Regions from separate parts of the Mus musculus genome. Here region 2 is linked to region 1. A link is a contact called in public promoter capture Hi-C data. All regions are on one chromosome and are shown on one strand. Each heading gives the region's core, a stretch centred on a gene start, on an enhancer-like site or on the middle of the called end of the contact. The rest is flanking DNA. Distances are from core to core; before and after follow the strand shown.

Region 1 (5,367 bases), core at 805-3,304:
AGGCGTGTGCTACCACTGCCCGACCCTGAATCACTTTTTTAAATGACTAGGGGGTGGGGGTGGGGAAACCTTGACAAGCCTCAGGTCAACACACTATATTTACTCTAAGGCTGCCAGTCCTTGAGTCTGGATCTGCCCTGGAGGCGCTTTATTTAAAAATGTTTGGGGAATCAAGGAGTGGGAGTCACTAGTGAGAGAAGAATTTCAGGTAAATTCTGATCTCATCAATCCACCCTGCCTCCTGGAGACAGAGCTGAGAAGAAAGCTGACAATATAAATCTATTACAATAATCCAGGAAGAGATGATGAAAGCTTGAAACAGCTGCCACACAAGAGTGAAAGACACAGTGACTAGCTGGGTAGTGGGGGCAGTGGGGATGAGACCACATTTCAGGGTTCTATGACTGTAGATGCAATGTCACAGTAAGGGAAACACCACACCCCCAAGGGCCTGCTTGCAAGCGGAGCAATCTAAGTCTCTTCTACTTAGTAACATTTACCTTCCTAATGTGCCTACCAATAATCTAAGTCATTACCATACAAAGCTTGCTCAGATACAAAGAAGTATATAGAGACAAAAGGGGACCCTCTAAGATCCCTGCTTCTGTTCCCATATGTCAGTGTACTGAGCTGGACTTTGAGCAGGAAGATTCCTTTCTAAGGAAAAGGGCAGGAAAAAAGCTTCAAGTCAATTGTTGACCACAAGATAAAGACCAACCAAGATTCCTGAAGACTTAATGACTGGAATCCATTTCACTGCCACACTTCCAAACTAGGCAATTTTAGGCACCAAAACTAGGCAATTTTAGGCACCGATCCAAAAAGATTCCCCAAGGAAATAATTCAATCGAATTTAGTTAAAACAAAATAGTTCAACCCATTACAATACAGTTTGGATCTTAGTGTTGTGCATTACCTGGAAAGTTCTCCCGACTAAGCTTCGGCCGACGGATGATCACAAAGTCTTTGTCACTCCCTTTGCCCTTGACTCGTTTCCTTGGAGGGCTCTGGGGGTGGCCGAGGTTTGAGAGCAGTCCATGTGGGATGTTCTCACTGTCCACCTCCTCCTTCTCCAAGGCCGAGACACCCATGCCTGATAGCAGTTCAGAAGTCTTGCTGGAATCCCATCCCCACGTGAAGCTGGTGGTGACGTTGCCACTCTGGTCCGGAATCTCCTGAAGGTGCTTCCTGCAGAAGGGCAGACATTCTCTATTCCTTTTGAAAATACACCCCTAAATAATTCCAAGGTAGGCATGAAAGAAGAGTAAAGAATGGAGTGGAGAAAAGTCCCAGCAAGTGACAGTACTGCATTTTTTAAACGTGCCTACAAGCGAGAGAAATACAAGAATGAAAGAGAAAAATCGGGAACATATATACTTTGAAAGGCTTTGGGATTTATGGTCACGCAGAAGGCCTCAATAATTTCTTCCCGTGGAGGGAAAAAGAGGGACGGCACTGATACCATGACTCAAAGTAGAGGAAGGAAAACTTAATTAGGAAGCCAAATTAAACTCCACATTGATATTCGCACTAAAGCATTCATCCATCCTTTTTCTCTAAGCAAACATTCACATAACCAGATTATTTGAACAAGAAGCAACATTCGCGGCCTAAAAGAATTCAAACGGTTCATTCATGTTTTGTCCGGTTTTTTTGCAATCGGTTTACCTATGCATGGTGTCCACTGATTCAGGAGTTTTGAATGCTTGAATTAATTGAAGCGCTGCCTGCCTTCCAGACTCCTGTTTTAGCGCTCGGCTTAGAGTGATCCCCGGGGCCCCAGCAGTTGGACCCGCGAACTAGCAACGTTCCATCACCACCGCGCGCGCGGAGTTCTGCATCCCGCTCTCCAGCAGCCGCCTTCTGACGCCCCGTTGCCTGCTGGGAATTGTAGTTCCGAGCCTAGCTCGTAGTCCTGCCTGGGTTCTTCCACTCTGATTTCGGACCAACCCTCCAGATACCCACAACTCCCTGCGGCGCCGGGCGGGATTGAAGGAGGAGGAGGAGGAGGAGGAGGACAGGCAGGCGGAAGTGGGTGGAGCTCCGGCTGGCTGGGAAATGTCAGCCGATTGACTGGGAGCAGGTTTTCCTTTTCCCGGAGCTCACGGGCCTTCGGGTGATCACCGCCACGGTCGCCCGGGACTGAAGGATCCGTGACCCCGGCAGGCTGCGGCGGACGCGAAGCTTCTGAGTCCCTTCCAGACGCTGTCTGGCGAGGTCCGACGGTGAGCGTGAGGGGGGCGGGGACGCGTGAGGTGCGTCAGGGTCTGGGGTCCCGGCCCAGTCCCTGGCGGACATAGACTTGGGGGGAGTTCCAGATGGTGAGTGGCCGCCGCCGCCAGGCCCATCTCCGGGGTCTCGATGGCCCGCCAGGTGAGAGGCTGCGGGTGGCACTCCTGCCATTCGCCTTCCTCCACCTGGCAGTGGGCGGCCCTTAGGACTGGGTCTGTGGACGCGATCCTTTCCTCACTTGTAAACTAGGCTCGAGGACGCGGCACACCTCATGGGCTGGCACTGAAGATCAAATCAGCGTGCGAGGGGAAGCCTTTTTCGAGCTAAAGCGCAGCTCCAAGAGGAGCGATGGTTTATTTTTAAGGCGGCAGGAGCCAGCAGTGGTTCCCGCGTGCATCCTCTTGGATCCTTGATGAGTCTCCCAAATACCAAAGGGAAAAAGGGAGGCTCCGCTTGCAAGGAGAGACCACCCTGAAAGCTGTTTAGGTGCCTCTGACTCAATCCACAGCCTGTCCTAGAATCTCTCTGCCTAGAAACTATGCTAATTTAGCCTCTGAAGAGGTCGGGGGCGATTAGATTAGAATGACCATGCAAAATTCAGGTGTGCAAACTGTGCAACAGGGGAGAGGGTAGGGGGATGCATTTCTAGTCCAGTAAAAATGAAGATTTATAGAGTTGAGAAAAAAGCAGGCCACCTTCATCAAAAACATTAGAATATTGGTTTAGTATGTTAGATTGCATACACTTGTGTTTCTTTGTGGAGAGAGCAAGATTCGTTTTATAGTGGAATTAAATCCTTCATGCTCAGTTTTGTCTTTGTTTCTAGCATAATCTTTGCATCAGTTACTTCTTGAGAGGAAGAGATTCATGAACTTTTAGTTCCTGTGAGTGAGATTGGTGTAAAAAAAAAAGACCTTTTTGCAAATTGGTTTTACTTGAAAAGAAAGACTAGGAGAATAAGTATGTAGTCACAGTTTTGTTATGGAAAGTATCTAAAGTGAGACCTTCTGAAATAGTGTATAAAGTTATCTTTTGTTACTTTGAAAAACTCATTTGCCTTCTCTTGAACTTTGTCCTTTCTGTTAGGATGTAACTCGTTCAAGAGTAAATTCTAGTAAATATAAAACAGCCCTGAATTCAGCTAAGAGTTAGCAGAGACCTTAGGATATTTAAATTAGTGGGCACAAGGTTCTCTCTAGGAAAGGAAAGCCTATCAACTTTGAAATTAGGAGCCTCCTGATTTGCCTTGATAATGAAACCGGTGTTCTTTTGCATTTCTTTAATCACAGCTATTTCCATAATATACTGAAAAGGTTTGTATTGATACACACACGATTCTTTTTATTTTTTTTTTCCTTTGGTTTTTCGAGACAGGGTTTCTCTGTGTAGCCCTGGCTGACCTGGAACTCACTCTGTAGACCAAGCTGGCCTCGAACTCAGAAATCCACCTGCCTCTGCCTCCCAAGTGCTGGGATTAAAGGTGTGTGCCACCACTGCCCGTTACGATTCTTTTTGATAGAGGAATTGTGTCCATTGAAGATGTGAGGTTATTAGCTACATAGAAACTCACCATAGAGACTTTAAGAGACTGATCTCTTAAACACTACATTGTGATTGCTGCTAATGTAAAATATTTTATTTCCTGATTAATCTTATTTAATCTTACTTAACACATTGTATTTTATTTTAATAAGTCTTTTAAAACATAGTTTTAGCATTAGAATGAATGTGAGTCCAGGATAACAAAATCATTTTCGATAACTGAAAGTATCATTAGGTTGAATAATGTCTAATGTTCTCTGGAAGCCTCAGCTAGAACACTGACATAAATGGAGAAAGGCAATAGCAGTGCCATTTACACAGCTAAAACCATGTCGTAGTTACAGGCAGTCACTGTCTGTAGGGCCCCGGAGAGTCTAGAAAGGACTGCCCATCACAACTGACATATATGCTGTATGTGTGTCCATCACAACTGACATATATGCTGTATGTGGGTCCATCACAACTGACATATATGCTGTATGTGTGCCCATCACAACTGACATATATGCTGTATGTGTGTCCATCACAACTGACATATATGCTGTATGTGTGTCCATCACAACTGACATATATGCTATATGTGTACAACTGTTGGTCCCATTTTTGAAAATCAAATACAACCAGAGAAATACAATGAAGCCTAAAGGCACCATTGTGACATAGAGAGACTAAGAGATTCCTTTTGCTCCTTCTGTTATTTAGGTTAGAGGAACAAAATGCAAGAGACAGTTTTAGCAAGCATGTTTCCAGTTGCCTGTCAAATTCCATAACTATCTCCTTTTCTTCCTCAGTTTGATTGTTATCTTCATTTTCTTTGATTTAATGATCTGTATTGGCAGATTAGATCAATAACAAAAATATTCTTATTTCTTCTAGCTTACTTTGTAGTTCTTTCATAAAAATTAGAAAAGAAAAACTACTGTAATTTAAATGAAATAATTACCCACAAAGGAAAAAGTTAAATTCCCTATTAAACATGACTTTTTGAGTATTGAGTCTTGAGTAATCTTGAAGACTAGTAGAATATTTTTAAATTATTCTTTATGAAAATGGAACCATAGAAATTATTTAAAACAAATTGTATTTTAAATGGATGTCTGGATTGGAGAGGAGACATGAAATTGAAATCTATTCTCTGTGGTCAGGATACCTTACTTCGTTTTGCACATACTGGTGTGAGAACTTGGGTAAATAACATATCCGCTCTGCCATCTACTCCTTATTAAGCAAAAATTCTAACAATCTTTTCTCATTAGTTTGTAGGAACTAACTAAAAAAACAATGTACAGTGTAATATAATAAACATACATTAAATCTTCAAGTTCCTTTGTAAAAACAATACTTTGTGAGAAAGGAATCTCTAGATGCCAAAGTAATTGGTATTGGAATTCTTACAGTTCCTACAACTGAAATCCTCAAGGGTTTGTTGAGAGTTTAGAGTTCTCCTTACCCACTGACCTGGTTGTCAACTTCAGCTCTCAAGCCTTGCCAAAGATGAATCATCTGCTCCTGCCTCTTGTCACACTTAGGAATCCTAGTCACCTGGTTTGTCAGTTTCAAAACATAGGCTCTTGAGTTATCTAACTTTTATTA
Region 2 (5,367 bases), core at 1,276-3,775, 3.0 Mb after region 1:
TGACTCTTACCACAGCACTCTGAAGAATACTTCTTCTTCTGTATTTAGTGTATGCCTGTGTATATGTGTGGACACGAGAGGGAAGGTCAGGGGACATATTGTACCTGCCTGGGCCATTTGGCTTGATAGCAAGCACTTTCACCTGCTGAGCCATCTCAATGGCCCATATGAAGAAGATGCTGTTATTCCTATCTTAAGAGGCTCCAAAAAGTTAAATAACATTAATCAGAATATCCCCCTGCTAGCTCCCCCAAGACCCAGATCTTTTTTTTTTCTTTCAGTCTGCTCCAAACATCTTTCCTAAACAAGGTGAGGGCAAGCTAAAGTACTTACTATAGGCTAGCCTGTCACACCCCGAAGGACCATCACCACCAAGAAGCCAGTTTCTACTTCAGTTCAGTGTAAGTTATCAACACTGTAACTCTATCCTCTCAAGACAAGCAGCCAAACAGAAAGCCAGCCCTTAACAGAAATCAACAATTGCCACCCGACTCTTCTCCTCCCATTTAATGCAAATAGCTTACTAGTGGTGAGGCTTATGGAAGCAGCTGGCTGCTTAGCTAGCCTAGAGACTTCATTGTTCCGTGAAGTTCAAGGCAAGTCACCTTTTCAACACAGTTCTAATGCCCCATATGTAGGAGATTTTTTTCCCCCTTAGCAACACAATTGGGAACCATCAGTGTTCTCGAAAACAATGACACTGATTTTCCCCCAAAGCCCTACATTTTCCCTTTGAAATGAGAAAAAAGACAAACCAGGCAGGTTCTCAGAACCTGTACTGTTGTAGGAGGTGTGGGGGTTGACGCCAGTGGGGACTGAGGCAATGTTTGCCTTAGGTAGACTAAAGCGCTGATTTCCACGGGTGAGTTCTGATTCACTCTGACTGTTTTAAGGCTCATCAGACTTAAGAGATAAGCAGCAGGGGGCTGCTGGATGGCCACGAGGCAGGTGAGAGGTGAGGTGCAGCGCTTCCTAGGCCTTGGTGGAGGCAGGGTAAGAGCAAGACGACAGAAATCAGTCCAGGAGTGGCTGGGAGAGGGGATGGAAGGGGAGGGAGAGCCCAGCGGAAGCAGTATAGTGAGTGCCAGGTCTCCAGGTCAGCCAGCAAGACCCTAACTAAAGGAGAAAGAGAGAGAGAGAAGAGAGAGAGAGAGAGAGAGAGAGAGAGAGAGAGAGAGAACGATCGCTAGCTCAGGTCATCTCAGCTCCATCCCTAGCAGTAGAAAAGAAATGGGCGGGGGGGGGGGGGGTGGAGGTGGGGGAGGTGTGACTGAAAATGGCCTGAGACAATACAGAGATAACACTAAAGCATCTGTAATGAAGACACAGTTGCATGCAGTAAAGAACTATTTATAAAGTATTGATCCTGACCCAGGGAGACCTGGCACTCTTTTGAAGCTCAGGTAAGGAGTGAATAGGTGGGTAGTTTCTATTTTGAAACACTGTCTCCCTCTGTAGTGTAGGCAGGTCTAGAACTCTGGGAAATCCTCCTGTCTCAGCCTCTCCAATGATGGGATTTATAGGTGTATGCCCCTCTACCCAGGAAATCTAAGACTCTCACAAAGACATTTGAACTGGTCATCCCCGCACTCAGTTCTAGCCAGAGTGACTTCCTTGATACTCTATAGACTTCTCCACTGCCCTTCCTCCAGGTAGCTACCTGGGTGGTTTTCTTGCTTCTGTCAGGTCTCTATTCCAGGGCTTGCCCTAACCGCCCGAACTCCCCTTATCTTCATTGTCCTGTTTTTATTCCTAATACTCCAGTCCCACCCACCACATTTTCTATGTTTTTGGCTCTAGTGTGTCATAAGACTTCCCAGAACAAAAATTCCATGTGAACAGGGATTTTGTTTTGCTCCTACAACATGTCACGTTTCGTTTCTGGCATCTACAACGCCCAACACCTTGTTGGGGGCCGCCAACATGACCCTGAAAGGCTCCTTGTCTGTGAGGTGGGGCGGGGTCTTGGCAAAATGTGTGACCCCTGTGACAGGCAGGGTTCTGGGCAGATGCTTGGTGCAGCACTTCCTCTGCTCTTTTCCCCCCCATCGTTGTCTCCTCCCCTTTCCAAAGGCCAGTGACAAGCAACAGGAATTAGGCCAGCTCAAATGTTAATGGAAATTAAAGGAGAGAGGAGGGCTGAAAGAGAGAACAAACGCAGCCGCAAAAGTAAAGGAAACCGGTGAAAAAGTAAGGCGGCGAAAAGGCCAACAGACGTCACGCTATCTGGTCACGCTGCCCGACTCCCCCGCGGCCGAGCGAGGCGCTCTTCCTCCGCCTTGTAGCCTCCCTGCAGCGGGTGCGAGTCACCATCGCTTAGGATAAGGCCGGGCCCGTAGTCCCACGAGAGAACCCCACATCCGCACCCCAGAAATCCGCTCCTCGGGGGGCCCTGCGCCAGCCCCCGGGTGGGGGGTGGGGGGGTTGGCGCGGGGCGTAAGGACTACATCTCCCAGGATGCATCGCACTAGCGCGCTTGCGCGGTGCGGCCGGCGGCGGCGGTCTGTTCTCCGCTGAGGAGGAGTGGGGCAGAGGAGGGAGGCAGCGGGTGAGAGTTCAGAGTTCAGCAGCAGCAGCCCGAGCCCATGATTCCCATATGCCCTGTAGTTTCTTTCACCTATGGTGAGTCTAAATGTGGCCCGTGGAGGCCTCTGCCATGCCCTGCCCCGGCCCTGGGCGGCGGGTAGGCGCGGGGGTTGGGGCCAGCTCCGGGGAGGAGGCGGCGGCCGCCACCCGGGCGTGCGAGTGAGTGAGGGAGTGCGGGGAGGGAGGCGGACGGCGGCGCGGCCGCGGTCCCCGCCGGCCAGGGCGGCTTCTCACGGCCCCTTTTCTCTCCCTTGCCATCCCTCGGCACCCCGACCCCTTGACGGCTGCCCTCCCGCCATGGGACCTGACTCTCCGTGCCCGCCGCAGTGCCCAGCCGGCTGGGGGAAGATGCCAAAATGGCGACCGGCAACTACTTTGGATTCACCCACAGCGGGGCGGCGGCGGCGGCGGCTGCGGCCCAGTATAGGTAACGGCTCCCCGCCTTCTCCCTTTTTCCTCTTCCCTCCGCGCCCCGCGGTCCGGCTCCCGCCGACGCTCCGGCCCCGCGGCCGCATCCGCCCCCGCCCCCGCCGCACCGCCCCGAGAGCCCGGGTCCCCGCGGCAGGCGCGGCCGGGAGCCCCCCGCACCCTCCCCACACCCGCCCTTCCCTGCCGTGTCGCACTCGGCCTCCGGCTCCGGCGGACAGCGGCCCCCGGAGGGGCCGAGACGGGGGAGGGATGACTGCGGAGGGGTTGGGGACGTGGAGGGCCTTGGACGGCCCCGGAGGTAAAATGGCCTCCCGCGGCCTTGGAGCGGAGCCGAGCCGCCCGCTGCGGCCCCTCGGCTTCCCGGGTCCCCGCCTCCACCCTGTCACCCCCCCACCTCTTATCTTCCCTTTGGCTCGGGGAATGGAGAGAGAGTGAGCCGAGGGGCCTCGCGCGGAGTGCGGAGTCAGCGGCCTCTACCGCGACGCCCCCGGAGCCCAGATCACACAGCAGGTCTTTGTCGGTACCTTCCCTTGGCCCTGGGTCCCCGACGCCACCAACCACCCCCCTGCCCCCAGCCCCTCAGATTAACTGCCACTTTGCCAGCGTCATCGCCTCCATCTCATTCCCTTTGGGTTTTCTTGCTCGCGGAGATGTTAATATGCCAACCACCTGTGAATCGTTTAGCTGTTAGACCGAAAAAGATGTGCGAAGTTCCTAGGGTAGATGATGCGTGTGTAGCCTTTGGAGCCATTGAGGACGGCTCCAAGTGGACCGGTGGTTCTCCTTTGAGGTCTTCCCCCCTGCCCCTCGCCCCGCCCGGGGAAAAAGAAAATGCCAGTGACTGTATACCGAGTAGTTGTGGTGCCTGGGATGAATCCTCTACCTCCAGATAGCTGTCATTGCTAAAGTAGCTGTAATTCCTTATACATCTTATCGCAGAAACAAGAGGCAAAACCCTGTATTTATTGGACCGTCATGAATCAGAGTAAGACAGCTAGTCGCTTGGTTCATGCAGTAAGCATACAGTTTTATGTGTGCCTTAGCATATTTAGGATCATGGTTAAATTCAGATAGCTTTTTCATCCCATTTACCTTAGGAGAGTCATGTATTTAAAAGAGGCTCATTGGAAAACAAAATTTTAGTAACAGTATCTTTGTGATTTTTTATGACATTTGGGACATATTTTTTGAGTTTCCTCTGTAAAATGGGATACTGGCTAATAATTGGGGGCTGAAAATTCTAAAGGAAAAAAAAGTTACTTCATTTTAGGGAATCCTATGATACAATTTACTACAAGAGATACTGTTTTACATATTACTGACAAAGAAAAAAAAATCTATCAATCAAATAGATGAAATGCCCCCATTTTTTAAAAAAGGTGTTAAAATTGTAAATTATTATATTACTGACATAGGTATTTTACTGATTGTTGAAAGCCTCAATCTTAAGGTGGTGGCTTAAAAGTCTCTTCAGGCCAGTGCTGAGAAAAATGACTGAAATTATATCTTCAGAGCAAAATCATGGGACATTTCAGACATTAACATGTTATTTGTTTTACAGACTTAGATGTGAAACAAGCAAAGTCTTGTGAAGGGAGAAAACATAGTCAAACAAAATAATTTCTTTTTTCTTAGGAAATGGCCTCTGTGCCCATAAAATCTATTGCTAATGAGTAACATGTGTTCTAGAAAATGCTGTGTTTAACCATTAAATTTTTCTGTTCATTTTGTACAATATTTTTCTGTTTTTTTAGCATTCAATGAATGACAGATTTGCATTTTAACTATTTAGGTACTGAAAATTGGGAGCAGGAGTGTTTGGAGTTTTTAAAGGTTTTTTTTTTTTTTTTTTCCCCCAAAATGCAGGGCTATAGATTTTAAAATTATTTCAATCCAATCAGTATTTTAAGAATGTTGAATACCAGCTTAAGTAAGCTTGGTAAATCCTGGTTCTAGAGAGATGGCTCAGTGGTTAAGAGCACTGACCTCCTCTTCCTAGAGGTCCTGAGCTCAATTCCCAGCAAGCACATAGTGGCTCACAACCATCTGTAATGGGATCCAGTGCCCTCTTCTGCTGTGGCAGTGACAGCTACAGTGGACTCAGAGAAGTAAAATAAGTCTTTTTTTTTTTTAAGTAGATTTTTTAAAACTGCATGTATCACCAGAACTAATTATGTCTTTTTACAGAGGCATAAGTGAAAATCACTGGTATTTAAACACAAGAATTTATGTGTAATAATGCTAATGTTTGAGGAAGATGAATAAGTAACAATACTAACAATGTTGATTGTGGTTAGAAACAGTTATGATAGAACTTTAAGAGGTGGAAAAGCTTAGTTTGCATATATATAT

What was found. Capture Hi-C pulls out chosen DNA fragments and counts their contacts.
Region 2: a contact with region 1 is called in a promoter capture Hi-C map of liver, with 4 times the contacts expected there. The contact joins the promoter of Zfr here to the promoter of Lmbrd2 in region 1. A contact is called at or near these places in 3 of 39 promoter capture datasets (the C10 cell line, hippocampal neurons and pre-B cells), 1 of 115 datasets of contacts at active chromatin or transcription factors (stem cell-derived neural progenitor cells) and 1 of 9 other capture datasets (liver).

What each region holds. Positions count from the first base shown.
Region 1 is chr15:9,138,516-9,143,882 of GRCm38.p6, forward strand. Lmbrd2 (LMBR1 domain containing 2) reads left to right here and starts at 2,055. Exons shown (of 18, transcript NM_177178.3): 1 at 2,055-2,225. Skp2 (S-phase kinase-associated protein 2) reads right to left here and starts at 1,939. Exons shown (of 10, transcript NM_013787.3): 1 at 1,669-1,939; 2 at 917-1,188. The coding sequence starts at 1,676.
Region 2 is chr15:12,115,326-12,120,692 of GRCm38.p6, forward strand. Zfr (zinc finger RNA binding protein) reads left to right here and starts at 2,526. Exons shown (of 20, transcript NM_011767.2): 1 at 2,526-2,622; 2 at 2,914-3,013. The coding sequence starts at 2,586.